Linked DNA regions of Mus musculus: regions 2, 3, 4 and 5 are each linked to region 1. Evidence: chromatin contacts called from public Hi-C data. All regions are on one chromosome and are shown on one strand. The core of a region is the stretch at or near the end of the contact, and the rest is flanking DNA. Distances in the headings are between cores, read along the strand shown.

Region 1 (2,998 bases), core at 336-2,835:
GAAAGCAAGGATTACAATGAGACAGGGGAAAGAAAGATGCCTATGCTAAGCTTGTCCTTAGCATAGGTCATTACACTGTGTTCTGCAACTCAGTTCTTCATAGATGTCAGGGAACTTATAAAACATTAGTTCTGATCTCATGGAGACAACATAAGCATTAAGTGAGATGACAGTGATACAATAATTGTTCTCAAGTGGGTGTCTGCTCTGTGATAACCTACAACTTGCTTTTTTCTTAGTGATAAATGCTGTAAATGTTACAAGCCAAGGCCACAGACAACCCTAGAATTTCTTTCCCTCTCCATCATGACCACTTTCCCACTGGAAGTACTATTTCTATCCAGGAAAAAAATAATCTAGCTTCAGAGATCAGACATTCGTGTTTCCTGATTGTGGGTGGACTTCCAGGGGCAAAGGGTCAGCCTGTTTTACTGTCTCCACTGCCCTTTCTCATGTTCATTCAGTTTCTCAATCATGGGAATCCTTTTTTCTCCCTTCTATAGACTGAGTTCCACTTGTTATGGCTTTAAGGTTGCAAACATATGTAGCTGTCATAGTCCAGATTTTCAACTGTGGCTCAGTCTGTTGTCTTGTACTCTATTTTTACATGTCTTCTTTATGCTTCCTACATGTTAATTGCCTTCTTCACAAAATGGGATTAGAACATGTATTTTGCATTATAATGGCAACGCACACGAAATGCTTCATGCATAAGACACAATGTAGGATTATAATCTGAAATAAAATTGATGCCGAGCTAGGTTCTTTAGCTTTGTAAATCTTTTATCACTAGCATGCTGATTGATTCATAAAAATATTTTGTCAGGTTATTTTTTCCTTAAGCAATAAAACATTCTTCAGGATGATTACATCAATAATCCTGTATCAGTGAACTATTAGTGTAGGCAAATGATGATGATGTAGAGGAAGAGGAGGACTAGAAGGAGAAGGAAGAAGAGGAGAAGGGAAGAGAAGGAGGCTGTTTATCAGATGTAGGCTTTAGTGAGCTCCACCTTGAAGAAACTGTGTTCCCCTGTGCAGTTTTAACCCTGACCTTGCAGACTTAAGTCATCGTCTCTGCATTCGGGTACAGGTGTGTCATACACGTGTCCTTCCTGTCATAACGTAAGAAATTAATATGTGTGAGCTCCCTTTCCCTCACGACATGGTCTTTTGAAAACAATTCATTTGTACTCATCATTCTGTGGGATGTGTGCTCTTTTAAGCAATGTTGGTGGATGAAAGGCGCCTCAGATGGGATTCCTAATACAATGCACGGCCTAAAGCACGGATATCCCACCACCCCCACCATCCTGCTTCTCCCTATAATCCCAGATTTGTTTCTCATTTAGAAAAAATCGCTTCAACATTCAAAAGGAAACGGGGTCTTCCGAGGGAAGTCAAGTCTCTTTATACTTTGCCAGAAAACTTTCCCACAAAGAGGAAATTCTACAAATACTCAGATGACATCATTGAGAAAAGGCTCTTGTTCCCCCAGGGTCCAGCCTCCCTGGAAGATGACAAGGGTTAGGAATAGACAAACCTTGGCCACTTGTCGGATTTGGCAAGAGGCAGTCAACAGCTGGTCCAGCGGGTTAATTAGCCCTGCTCTCTGCTCCCGTCCAGCCTTTACTGGCAAAGGCAGAGGCAAGACGCTCTGGCCCACTTGCTTTTCTCTTTCTATTAACAAAGCCCAGTGCCATCGGATTACCTTGGCCTCCAGCCAGGCCTGCGTGCCCTTTGCCTGCCTGTGAGTTGCCATGGCGATGGTGATGTGCCTTTTGCCAACGAAGCAGCTGGCAGATGGGTAGCAGATTACCTGCCAAGCAGATTTACTAGCTCCAAAGTGCAGACCTCTCTTGAACAAGTGAAAGGGGTGGGGGCGGGGTGGGGTTTGTTTTCCACTCTCAGGAAATAAGAAGGGAGCATTTTCTACACCTTTTACCCCATTGGTTCTATTTTAATTTTCAAACAAAAGATGATTATTTGTCATCTGTCCAGATGCCCATCTGCTAAGTACATAGGCCTATCTGGTGTATTTTTTTTTAAGACAGTCAATAAACAATTTATTCTTTGCCTTTTCTGTAACACACATGCCACCGCCCTCAGCATCCTGAGTCAGGATGCAACGCTTTTTCAGGGATGATAGCTCCCAGGAAGTGAAAGCAATTACCATCTAGACAGAAAGGAGTGCCCACAGCAACAGAACTGTGAAAACTTGGAAACGGAAGAGTGTTGGTTGTACTTCCCAAGGAGGATATATCCAGGAAGTCTGGCTTCCTGAACTTTAGGGTGTCTGCTTGCATCTCAAATAATGATTAAGGATTAATTGTGTCCAGTTAGCTTTTATCCATGTTCAGCATAGTTTTAACTTTCAAAGACACACACACTATTGAGGCTGCCATCCCAAATTCAGAGGAAGGAGTACAGTGGGTGGCAAGGGTGTAGAATAGCATGAATCTAAGATCTATGTCTGGGAAAGAGTCAGAAGAAGTAAACTGGTAAGTTTCTGTGCTTCTTCCAGTCTTCCTGGGTGTGCTAGAGGGATACACTTCCCAGATGATTGGACACTAGTAAAGGTTATGTCATTAATCATCAGAGGAAGGCAAATCAAAACCACCAGGAGTTGTTTCCTCGACCCAGTCAAGAATGGCCATTACGAAAAAGACCAAAGATAACTAGTGCTGTGTGTAGAGAAAAGGAAACCCTTGCACACTGCTGGTGGGAATGCAAATCAGTCCAGCCATATGGAAAACAGTATGGAGGTTCCTCGAAAAAATTAAAAATAGAACCACCATATGATCTAGCAATACTAGCTCTGGGTACATATCCAAAAGAAATTAAATCAGTATGTTGAAAAGATGTGTACTGTCCCACGCTTACTCCAGCACTATTGACAATAGCTGAGAAGTGAAAACAACACACACATCCATCAACAGATGAGTAGATGAAGGAAGTGTGATACATAGGTATGATGAAATATTATTTGGCTATAAGA
Region 2 (2,998 bases), core at 54-2,553, 500 kb after region 1:
TCTTCTGTCCTTTGCCTTTGGGAGTAAATCAGTATCTTCATTCACTAGTAAAGGATAAAGCACTCATGTGCCTCGTTAACAGCTTCAGACCGGTCAGTTCACGTGCGTTATGACTCAGCATCTGAACCTGACCCTCATAGTCAATGGTCTATTAAACTTTCCTGAGTCCCTGCTAAGTGCCAAACTTCCTATGAGACATAGACATCCACATGTGCACATGTGTGTCTTGCAAATAGCCTATTCGTAAACTCTGGAAAGATAAGCTCTCCATTTTCAAGGAAGGAAGCCAAGGCTTGATATCTCCCAAACTGGCTTAGCTACTAAAGGAGGGAGTTACCAATTGAAACTCTACTATTCTTTCTCCCTCTTTCAGAACCAAGTTACACTGCCACATCAAGTCACCATCATGAAAGCACCCAAGAAAAAGTCCCCAGTAGAGTTCAGGGACCAATGATGTCCTCAGTACTGACAACACAGCCAGGAGAAACTATATGCTTCTCACATTCTGGTTTAGATTTATCTAAGTATCTAACTACATAGTGGATGATTTATTTCAGAATTTCACAGTGTCTAGTTTGTTTTTCATAAAGCCACTTGGAAAATGGCTTACTTTAAAAATATTATTTTTGTCAAGAAAAAAAAATATTTGCTTCCTGCTTACCCACTATTTGGGGTGTTATGCTCAGGTCTCTTGGCAGAAAGAATACTCCAGCATGATCCTTGCCCTTGAAAAGCTGACACTCAGGCCAGGCGGTGGTGGTGCATGTCTTTAATCCCAGCACTTCGGAGGCAGAGGCAGGCAGATATCTGAGTTTGAGGTCAGCTTGGTCTACAAAGTGAGTTCTAGGACAGACAGGACTGTACAGAGGAACCCTGTCTCAAACAAAACAAAACAAAACAAAACAAAACAAAACAAAACAAAAAAACACAAAAGAAAAAAGAAAAAAAGAAAAGAAAAGAAAACCTGACACTCTATTGGATAGAGCAGGGCACAGGGCAAAAGATTACACAATCACAGGTCAGAGGACTGCCACAAAGGAGAAGTCCAGAATGAAATATGTGGGCGTATCAGGGTATATCTCAAGGTCGGGGGTCAAGGAGCCCATTACTGATAAAAAGATACTTAAGAGCAAGCATAAGGATGAGGAAAAGGAAGCATAAGGATTAGCAACTGAAGGGGTGGGTATTCATTCCCAAGGGATGAAACAGCACTTGTGACTTCCCCAAGATAGGAAGAAACGCCACAGCATTTGAGGAACAGAAAGAAGGCTAGTATGGCTGAAGCATAGTGAAATGGAAAGGAAATGAGAGGCAGGGCAACGGGAGGATGGCATGGTGTTAAAAAGGAGGAGCCTGGGTTGGCTCAACACTCTCCTGTCCAAATACAGCCCAAGGCTCACTCTGGCATCTGATATGTACCAAAGCTAACTTGGAACCAGTAAAAGTTTACTTAATTGAATTGTCTCAGTTGTCTTCTGATAACTTCTTTCTCTTCCCCAAAATCATCTTATTTTCTAAGGAGCAGAGAAGTGGAGAGTGGGAATCTATCTCCTTCCAAACTGGATGGATTGCTTAGACCTCTGTGTATTTGTGCCTAGAAGAAAATATACTGACCAAAAAAAAAAAAAAGAAAACCAACTAACTTCATTCTCTCTCTCTCTCTCTCTCTCTCTCTCTCTCTCTCTCTCTCTCTCTCTCTCTCTCTCTCTCTCGGAGAATACAAGTTAAGAAGTCTCATTTATGGATGAGACGTAATGGGTCTGGACCTAACATTTATCAGCTATGCTTCACCGTCTTTCCTCTCTGAAACAAGAAGGGTACATCAATCATGCACAGGTAGCTGATTGCTGTAACAAACATCATAAAAGCAAATCACTTGCTACTATAATGTCTGAAGTTTCTATTCCTAAATTGGTGGCTAGCTTTTGTCCACACAGTGAATAGGGAATTTCCTTTCCTCCCAAGTCTATGCTCATCAGACTGGCAGAACAACACAAATGCCAGCCCAGGCTACTATACCCAGCAAAATTCTCGATTACCATAGATGGAGAAACCAAAGTATTCCATGACAAAACCAAACTCACACAATGTCTTTCGACAAATCCAGCCTTTCAAAGGCAGATCACATAAAAGCAAACAGAAGTATGTATAGCCTGGGTTTGAAAGTGAAAATAGCTTTTCCCTTAGAGTTGATTCCACAATCACACCTAAGTACAAGGATGTCTATAGAGTGCCTGTGAAGAAGAAGGAGGAGGAGGAGGAGGAGGAGGAGGAGGAGGAGGAGGAGGAGGAGGAGGAGGAGGAGGAAGAAGAAGAAGAAGAAGAAGAAGAAGAAGAAGAAGAAGAAGAAGAAGAAGAAGAAGAAGAAGAAGAAGAAGAAGAAGAAGAAGAAGAAACAACCATAAGTGGCTAATCAGCCATCTTGAATACTACACAAAAATAATAGAAAGACATTGCCAGTAAATCAGCTTGCTTTCCCTTTACAAAACCTTATCCTCTCAGTACAGGAATGGCAATGGCAATGGATAAGACAGCATCTTCCAGCCCATCTAGAAATTCCTGCAAGCATTATAGGACGCTTGCTCCTCTACCAACAGTCACCTAATCATTCAGTCTGTTTATCTTCCTTCCTGAAAGTATCTAAAAATCCTTCCATTATTATGGTTATTGTCACTGTCATCTATTTTCTCTCATCTGAGCCACTCAAGTGTGTTTACATTGCCTACAACCACAGTGGCTCCCTTCCATCAGTCTTCACCTCCTTCCTCACCTCCACCTCCAGACTACCCTCCCTAGAGCTTCCATTGGTTGGCTCTTCCCAACAGATGCCCAATTCAGTGGGCACTGGACTACTTCAAATTCAATTTGGCTCATTTCAGCCTTCGGGATAAAGTCCAAAATCTTTCATGTGACAACTTCCAGAACCTGGCCTTCCTCCCACACATCCTTCCTGAAGTCTCCTTTTGTACCTTGTGCTCCAACAATGCAAAATTCTTTA
Region 3 (2,998 bases), core at 281-2,780, 500 kb before region 1:
ATCCAACTATTTTGAACAGAAGCCTGATGTGTGTGTGTGTGTGTGTGTGTGTGTGTGTGTGTACACGCATTCGCATAAATGCACATATGTGCACACATGCCAATATTTGACATAGGATGTAAGTGAGTCCTTAGGCTTAGCTAGATAGCTCAGTCTTGTTCAGAGGCAAGAGAACTTAATGAAATTTCTGTCATTTGCAGCTCTCAAGATATTCATAGCTTTCTATTGATATATGACAAAATTTGCGGCTTAAAACAATACCTAATAATTAATTCTCACGTTTCAGCTCAGAAGTGTACTGTGTCATACATGTCTCAGTTTGCACAGAGCACCACGGTTTTGACATTGAGATGCATTCAAAAGATCCTGTCCCAAACCCATTCTGTTGGAAACATTTCATTTCATTGTAAGATCTAGTCATTATAGGACTGCTAACTAGCTCTTGTTTTCCTGCAGGTCTTCAGCTTCTGTGGACTTCTTTGTTCCTTGTTCTGTATCTATTTTCAGTTCCGAACAAGCATCAGTATGTCAGAACATGTTTTCACTCTCTGACTTTCTTTTCAGATGTCAGCTCCAGGAAACTCTGTGCTTACACAAGGTACAATTGTTTATATTGGGGTCATCTTCCCAGTATCCATGGAAATCGCTCATCAGTGGTACTTGTGTTAGTATTTGACTGCATCAGTGATAAGAAACGTTGCACAGAGGCTAGGAGTCATAGAGATATTTTAAAATCTGCCTGCTGTATTGGCACCTTACAGAAAAATGAAAACAAGTCAAAACAAATGATCAGATAAGTTACCAATTTTGGTGATAGGAGCTGGGTGGTAGGTAGGACATGTACTTTCTTTTATCATCACTGGACGGTCTGTGTTGCCAAACTTGCTATATAGTAGATTAATTAATATAAATGTGAGACAACTATTTGGTTTTTGCTTCAGAACTCATGACTCTTGATCACACAGCCTCCTATAGTGGTGGTTCTCAACCTGTGGTCGTGACCCTCACAGGGCAGATATCTTGAATGTTACATATTTTCATTATGATTCATAGCAAACTTATAGTTATGAAGTAGCAATAAAATAATTTTATAGTTGGGGATCATGAGAACACTGTAAGGAGCTGCATTAAAAGGTTGCAGCATTAGAAAGGTTGAGAATCACTGCTTCAGAGTCTTGGTCACAGTCCTTGATTCATGGCTGCCATTTTCTTCATTGATTTCCAGTTTTGTTATCATGATTAAAATAATAATTATCATTCATTGAACTTTTTCTGTAGCATGTCATAGGTATCTTAGGCTGCTTATTCTTTTAACAACTGTGATCTAATTATTAGTATGTCTAATACATCACTATGCTCATAACCATTTGGGATATGAGTATCCAATACTCTGCTTGTCTGATTCGTAAAGTTTAGTGTTAATATTATATCTGTGTCTTTGGGGAATGTGATAAACCAGGTATAGTCAGAGGGTTGTCTTGGGATGCTTAGAGTTAGTACTCACATCTCTCACTTCCGGCCTTCTCTTTCTAGCATCAGGCAGTGACTAACACCATGCCCTCCCTCCCTTATGAGAAACAGTCCTGGGGGTGAACAACACATTCCATGTCTATTTCCTCCGGCATTAGGAACTAATTGTGAACTAAGTGACCAAACCATCCTAATAGAATTGGCTTCTAAACAGCAAATTGTAAACTTGCATGAATCGGGATCATGTGTCCTCTAAGCCCCTTCCCTTTCTCTTTTAATTGAGTTTCACTCCAGCATTATCTGTTGAAGGGAACAATGGGATGCCCTGTTTTGAGAGTGAGTCAGGCCCAGCTGCTATGAAAATAATATGTTTGAGAAAATGGACTTGACATTTGATGGCCTTATGACTCTTCTGACAGGATATAATCAACTCATTAGGGAGAAACAGAAGCCCTTGTTGTACAACCACGTTATTCTGAGCATGACAGAACTCCTAAGCTGGTGGGTGAGTGTTCAAGGCACATTGGGACTTCGTCTTCTGTGGCCAGCAAGCAGTGTGGCTGCTTTTACTGTCTCTTTCTCTGGCCACTGCCCTCCAGCTGATGAAAGGGAAATGTTACTTTCTAAAGCCCACAGTTCCTTTGTTTGTTTTCTGCTGTTTCACCCCAGAAGACTGAATTTATGAAAAGAACTTGGTTTTTCAGGGATGCTCTCAGCCTTTCTTCCACTCAGACACAGCGGGGGCAGCTCTCCTGGGAGGGTGATTGGAAGCAGGAAGTAGCAGTTGGGATTCCTGATTCCAGTTCCCAGGCCCACCCCTAGTTTTCTGTGGGACTCTCAAGGGTTCATGGTAGACTCTTTGCTTAGTCTCCCACCATAAAACTTCAACCTCCACTGCTTGCTGATTTTGCCTGAGTTTTTGCCTCAGCAGGAATATGAAGGGAAGGAAAGTCAGATTTCCACATGGGAGTAATAGTCACTTTTAGGTATCACAAGCATCAGACAGATAATTCCTGGCATAGTCCTTGGCATGTCTCTTAGGCTTTTTACTAGATTTATTGCCTGGAAGTTGTGGTTCCTTTAAGTTCTCTATTTGATCATTAAATATGTACTAGACATTTTGTTTCTTAAAAATACTTTTAAGTGCAATCGTTTTAAATATCAAATCGAGTCATTACACCAATGATGATGTGTCTGTGTGTGTCAGGAATTCTGGTTTGCAACACTCATTCTTAAGAATGTTCTCAATTATTTCGATTCACTATATTGTAACTTCCACCAGAAAAAAAGACAGTGTCTCTTTCCCACCACGGAGCCTCAAGCATCTTTAACAGGGTCTTTCTCAGCCTTTCTTGCAGGTGTGAAAATGATTGAATGAAGTAATTGACTAATTTTATTTTATTTTTTAGAATTTATTTTATTACATGTGTGAGTGTTTTTTCCTCATGTATGTGTGCCATATGGATGTCTGGTGCCTGTAGAGGTCAGAAGAGGATGTTGGATCTCCTGAAACTGGAGTTACAGTCAC
Region 4 (2,998 bases), core at 272-2,771, 440 kb after region 1:
GCAATATGATATGGCAACTCTGCCCATCACAAGATGAAGCCCACATTCCCAACCTTGCATCTGCCCTGTCCTTAGCTCTTACTTTGCAAAAGAAAACATGGAAGAAATGAACAGTTCTTTGCCTCAGCCTCCAGAGACCTTGAGCAATACTTCAGTTGCTTGGAAACCTAAGGACAAGCTTAGACTAGCCTGGTGAAGATCAGGATAAATCCCTGCTGAAGCTATCCAGTGCCCAGCATCCCTTAGTTCCACCAGCTGGCAACTGAAAAAAAAAAAAAAAAAAAAAAAAAAAGAACAGACAAGACCAGCCAAACCCAGCCCAGGATTATCAGAACTGTCCAGCTCCTCTGTCGACTCAAGAAAAATAATAATTACTTTTTAAGCACCAGTGTTGTTGTGGTTTGTTATGAAATAATAGTTAGCTGATAAGGTATGGCTAAAATTTCCCCAGGGAACTTCCAGGTTCTAGCTTCTCATGGCCGATGAATCGCGATCCTGTATTTCAAGGTGTTGTAGGCTAGATTGTAAAAAGAAAATGCACACCAACCCTGTGGTCATCCAACACAAGTACTTTAAAAAGACATTGAAGACCAAGATATATCCTTGCTGGTAGGGAAGACAGAAGTTGGTTCTTCATATTTCCGAAGGCCTTTTCCATTTACTCCCGCACTTCCCCTCTTGAAATAAGAAATGAAGATTCAGAAAGGGCAATTCATTTTCCAAGTGCTTACCTGGAACCAGAGCAGAAGAAGAGGTGTTTGGATTTTAAAGGAATCGGCAGCCTATCTAGCATCCGAACTCACAGTTCTAATCCCAGTCCTTTCTATATCCAGGACATCAACTTGAAATTGAAGGGAGGACCCATGTTCAAGGAAAGAAAAGGAAAAATTCCATCTTTGTATTTAAAGTCTTACTTTACACTGAACTCTGAACTCAGCTCTAAATTCCAGTGCTGAGTTCAGTGCATCCGTCACCTTAACAGAGTTGTAGAAGGCTTAGTGGTACAAGGATTACAGCGCCTTGTGCTCATGGGTTCCTTTCTGCGGCTCAGCTCTGTACACTGCTGTGTCACTGACCTACTCAGAAACTCAGGTTTCAGCATAACAGATAAAATAGTCTCCAACAATCCCACTTCTAAGAGCTTCCCAGCTCAAGGTCTGAGAAACAAGTCTCTGAATGTCCAGGTTGATTCCTTATCTTGGACCTTACTGGGATCAGATTTTATACAGATTTTTGAGCTAAAGACCATGTCCTTCAGAGTGGGCACTCAGATTGGCTTTCTTTCTATTGAACAAAATAGTCATCTTCACATAGTCAGCATAATTAACCAGTATGTTTGAATGAGGGAATGAGGGAGCCTTGGTTGACAATGATTCAACTCCATCTACTCTGCTAAGGGACAAGACAAACCAGTAACACACACACACACACACACACACACACACACACCAGCTCCACCCCCTACATTCCATAGGCTGACTGTCATCTAACCAATAACCCTTCCTGGGAAGCAAGACATGGCCTGCAATTCCAGAGGCATGTGTACCCTGAGCATATAATTAAATCAGAGGCAAGGAGAGCTGGTGAAGCAGGGAGACAGGCACAGACTCTTCAATCTAGGAATGTTCACAGACCCTGTCATTACATCCTCCGCATGCTAATCTATCCCACTGGGACTCTATAAACTCGGTGACTCTAACTGTCCTGGTTGAAAAGTGCATTCGTCCTCTTCTACACTGTGGCTTTGCTCCTCCTCCTCCTTTCACTAAAAAAAAAAAAAAAAAAAATCTTTTCAAATCTTCACCAAGTGGATGATGCAGAGCACTGGAGGCAGTGTGGATCTGGGTGAAATTTATAAGAAATTGCTATCCTGCCTTCTCACCATGTGATCTGTGACTGACTACTTAACCTCTCTGAGTCCAGGTACTTAGATCTGTCAATGTCAGTAATAAAATCTGCCTCCTGTGGTCACTGACAGGATTACATGTCATTAAGAGCATGGCACTGGGAATATGGCAAGGTTTGACAAATATTCGTTCTTATCCCCTTTATAGACATGAAATATTCTGATTTCATTTCTCAAAGTCCAAGACAGAAATCGCCTTTAGAAATGGTAGTCTTAAAGTTTAAGCATAATCAGATAGTTCCCGAATTCTCTGGGTCACTCACTTCTTGTTAATTCAATTACTTATCTACTGAGCTTCTAATATCTGCCAAGTCCCCTCCTACTGCTGAGACACAGCAAGGAGTAAGAGGAGGTCCTTTGGCATAAAGAGTCAGTCTAGGGCTCGATAGCATTATCTGATAAGCAAAGCATCTAACTGCAACTGTATTTTAGCTACAGAGCAAGCGTTGCCACTGTTCTTGAATTGTTATGAAAATTCTGGACATGTACATGACATCTCTTTAAATAAACTATCAAGTCTATTGAAAGACATTATATTACCTAATAAGTCCTAAAATACTCCCTTTTTTGTGTGTGATTAAGGAGAAATCACTGAAGGGTAGAAAAGAAAGTGGTCTTTCCATTTTCCCTGTATTTGGCAACCTTTCTTGGAACCCACACTTATGGGTGCTCATGTTCTAGTGCTCGTTCTTCTGCTGAGATAGACACAGCATCATGGGGGCTATTCAAGCAAACTATAGGTCTTTCTTCCCAACTAAGTTTGTGTTGTCTGCAAAGTAGACATTGTAGCACCTTCTCATATGAACCTGATTTTCCCATGATGCCTTCAAAAGCAAGGATGACTTTTTATTGATAATTAATGACTCTGCATTTGGAAACTTCTGACCCCATAGTACATGATCAATAAATGGTAACAACTTTTAAAAAGCACATGCCTCTTACTCCTCTCAAATCTGGGGTTGAATGAACTATTGTGGTGTGTGCTGAGCTCAGATGGTCTGGGTACATTAGCTTCTGATGCATCATGATGCCAACTGGAAACTGGGGCATCTAGGGCATCTCAGTTAGAATGACTAGGTGGGGAGGGGGTCT
Region 5 (2,998 bases), core at 245-2,744, 330 kb after region 1:
AATTAAACTGAGCCAATGGCGGCTCACAGAGACTGAACCACTAACCAGGGAACATGCAGGGACTGAACATAGGCCCCCTATGCGTTTGTAGCAGATGTGTAACTTGGTCTTCATGTGGTCCCCCAACAATTGAAACAGAAGCTATCTCTGACTTTGTTGCCTGCCACTGTATCCCACTCCCCTAAATGGTCTGCCTGACTGGGCTTCAGTGAGAGAGAATATGCTTAGTTCCTCATGGGACTGGATGTCCCAGGGCAGGGAAGTACCCAAAGGTGGCTTCCCCTTCTCTAAGAAGAAGGGGGGGGGGGGGGTAAAGAGGAGAGAAATTTCTAAGAGCAGGACTGGGAGGAAACAGGGGACAGGCTAGGATTGGGATGTACAGTGAACAGATAAATTAATGGGAAAAAAACAGAACTGAAGCACTTCATTGTGGATCCAAAGGAAAGAAGGGTCAGTTGTAGTTAGAGGAGTGGGCCTGATGGGTGTTCCAAGAAGGTTCCTTATATAAGATGAGCATACAGAAGTTTGCCAGAGAAAATATAGCAGAGAGGACATTTCAGGCAGGGATAAACCTTGTGTGACAGGACTGAAAGATTCCAAGCAGCACAGAGTCCTGATGCTAATTACACTCAAAGAGGATGCATCGCAAAGAAAAGACAGGACTAGGGAAGCTCAGGACAGAAAATAATGAGTTGATTTGAACTCTTATTCGTTTATCAACATTGAGCTGTGTGGTTGGGACAGGAGCAAAACTGATTTGGGGGACAGGAAAAGCAATTGAAAAGTGTGTGTGGGGGAGCAGTTTAATAATTCAGTAAATATAGATTAGCTCATTTGCTGCAGATCCTCCACCAAGCTAAAGTGCAAAATAAGCCTGGTCCCACATGCTTAGATCCCCTTCCTCAAGGAGGGATGACTGAGAGTAAACAAGCATAGTAATAAACATAATTTAAATGAAGGGGTTTAGGGAGGAGGTGTTGCTGGCCTTTAAAACCATTCGGTGCAAGAGCTAAGCGTATCTGCAGTAAGTCAGAAGTGAGATACATTGTTTTCTCATAGATAATTGAGTGTCCAAAGAATCTAGTGATTCAGACAGTATCGGTCACAATTTACTGGGGCAGGCAGGAAGGAGAAGGGTAGAGAGCCAACACTTTTGCTTCATGTGAAATCACCCAGTGAAGAAGAGCGTCAGGATGAAAGGCAGAACGAACGGGAGATTCCCAAAAGATGTCTTTGCTCACTCGTCATGCCAGCTACTTGCCCTTTACCTGGAAGACTCGGGTTTCATCAAAGAGTGTTTTAGCCTTTCATCCCCTTCTCTCCCAGGCTAAACTGGTTTGTTGAACTTTATTGGCCTGAGCTGTGCAGCGGGGTGACATTACAGCAGGGATGGAAACTTGCTCTTCCTTGCATCAGAAAAGCACAGCACATCTTGGCAATGAGCTGTCTGTGTGGACGGTGACTCAGCTCCAGCATCTCTCAGTGATGCTTTAAAACAGGGGCAGGGTAGCTTTAACAAGGTCTCAAGCCAGTCACCCTTCAGCAAGCTACTGAGCACAAGGAAGCAGTTGAGCTGACAATGCTGGCTCTCTCCGAAGTGAAAGAGCACAGCCCATCCATGGAGTGAAAAAGCAGGACCTGCAGGTCCGGGCAACACTTGATATGCTGGTCAAGAGCAGTGTGAGCAGCATTTGTGCCTCTCACCTGGACAGTGGCCCTGAGAGCAGGCATGTGACTGGCTGACTCACTCTACCCCAGCACAAACCAACCAGGAGGCAATGCTTGTGAGCTGAGAAGACAGAGGGTTTGTGAACTGCAATGAGTTTTACCATTGCCTCCTGTGGAAACAAATGGGCTTGAGAGCCAACTGATTAACTCAATAGTTCAGTCCAGTTCCTCAGCAGCCACATAGACAGAACCTATCTGCATCTATGTTCAGAAAATCAAGGCAGGGGTAAGAAGATAGTCTTGCTTGTCAGAGGTCCTTTTCTATGAACCTAGTATGTGGCTGATGTCATCTGGTATATTGCTCGTGACTTACACGTGATTGTGACATCTCACCCATAAGGTGTTTGTATGAATCATGAAATAATAGGTGGAGAGCTCAGCACTACAGACCTGTTATTGTTATAATTGTTATTACTGTAAGTTTTATCTCCTATTACATAGGTCAAAGCCTGTAGGTAGGGAACGTTTGGCAGGGCTGTAACCTAGCTCTGTCCAGTCCCCCAGTTCTTGGCCTCAATCAAGTGAAAACACTGCTTTCTTGTCTCTCCCCTTTTCTCCAGAGGTTGGATGAAATCTCTGGAGAAATGAATACAAAAGGAAAAAAAAAACAATAATTTAGTCCAGTGATTCTTAAAATGTTAATGAATTAAAATAATGCATCCATAAGAAAATATTTTATAAATACTCAAGAAATATTTATATAGCCTTCATCTTACTTTTATGGGAACTTATTTTAAAAACAGACGTACCTTTTTTTTCCTGCTCAATTTGGAATATCCCAAATACATGCAGAACTCACTGCCATGCCAGTGCAGGTAACAAGCATCAATAACACACTAAGTTCTGTTGATGTATGCTAGGTTTCAGATACAACCGCCAGCCTCTTGCATGCACTGTCTCTTTAGCACTTAGAATAATTCCTTGTGACAGGAATTATTAATCCAGTTGTACAGAGATACAGGAGCTCAGCCACATCTGGTAATTTGGCCAAAATTACATAACTGAAAAGAAGAATAGAGCTAAGAAGCAAGCTCAGGGCTGAGTGAGACACATACCTCCTCGACCACTCGAGCTGGTTCCTGGATGGTTGCTCTTGAACTCTCTGCATTCAAATATGAAGCAAGCTAGTCTGACTAGATGCGTTTAGTAGGAACAGGAGTCCCACCCGCCAGCGTTAGCAAGTAGATGTTTCCAGCTGCAATCAGAGAAACTCCATTTGATCCTTGAAATGATATTTTGTATAGGTTCCTATTCTACCATTTCTATCCCT

What was found. A called contact is a pair of places that touch in the nucleus more often than the background predicts.
Region 2: a contact with region 1 is called in a Hi-C map of the N1E-115 cell line, with 5 times the contacts expected there. The contact joins two enhancer-like sites. A contact is called at or near these places in 1 of 484 Hi-C or Micro-C datasets (the N1E-115 cell line) and 1 of 115 datasets of contacts at active chromatin or transcription factors (astrocytes).
Region 3: a Hi-C map of the N1E-115 cell line shows a contact between it and region 1, with 5 times the contacts expected there. The contact joins two enhancer-like sites.
Region 4: a Hi-C map of the N1E-115 cell line shows a contact between it and region 1, with 4 times the contacts expected there. The contact joins two enhancer-like sites. A contact is called at or near these places in 1 of 484 Hi-C or Micro-C datasets (the N1E-115 cell line) and 1 of 9 other capture datasets (embryonic stem cells).
Region 5: a Hi-C map of the N1E-115 cell line shows a contact between it and region 1, with 5 times the contacts expected there. The contact joins two enhancer-like sites. A contact is called at or near these places in 4 of 484 Hi-C or Micro-C datasets (the N1E-115 cell line, cerebellar granule neurons, neural progenitor cells and 1 more).

Annotation. Positions count from the first base shown.
Region 1 is chr15:62,901,913-62,904,910 of GRCm38.p6, reverse strand. No RefSeq gene overlaps it. Among named protein-coding and RNA genes, the nearest start is that of Gm30113, 51 kb to the left of the region's middle. RefSeq lists an enhancer at 1,011-2,217. Within about 2 kb of position 1,585, at least 78 of the 459 cell types and tissues checked have an H3K27ac peak or open chromatin away from gene starts, as enhancers often do. A contact at or near this core is called in the N1E-115 cell line, where this site is marked.
Region 2 is chr15:62,399,451-62,402,448 of GRCm38.p6, reverse strand. No RefSeq gene overlaps it. Among named protein-coding and RNA genes, the nearest start is that of Gm41333, 270 kb to the left of the region's middle. Within about 2 kb of position 1,303, at least 23 of the 459 cell types and tissues checked have an H3K27ac peak or open chromatin away from gene starts, as enhancers often do. A contact at or near this core is called in the N1E-115 cell line, where this site is marked.
Region 3 is chr15:63,399,428-63,402,425 of GRCm38.p6, reverse strand. No RefSeq gene overlaps it. Among named protein-coding and RNA genes, the nearest start is that of Gm41335, 44 kb to the right of the region's middle. Within about 2 kb of position 1,530, at least 29 of the 459 cell types and tissues checked have an H3K27ac peak or open chromatin away from gene starts, as enhancers often do. A contact at or near this core is called in the N1E-115 cell line, where this site is marked.
Region 4 is chr15:62,464,179-62,467,176 of GRCm38.p6, reverse strand. No RefSeq gene overlaps it. Among named protein-coding and RNA genes, the nearest start is that of Gm41333, 200 kb to the left of the region's middle. Within about 2 kb of position 1,521, at least 25 of the 459 cell types and tissues checked have an H3K27ac peak or open chromatin away from gene starts, as enhancers often do. A contact at or near this core is called in the N1E-115 cell line, where this site is marked.
Region 5 is chr15:62,568,022-62,571,019 of GRCm38.p6, reverse strand. No RefSeq gene overlaps it. Among named protein-coding and RNA genes, the nearest start is that of Gm41333, 100 kb to the left of the region's middle. Within about 2 kb of position 1,494, at least 71 of the 459 cell types and tissues checked have an H3K27ac peak or open chromatin away from gene starts, as enhancers often do. A contact at or near this core is called in the N1E-115 cell line, where this site is marked.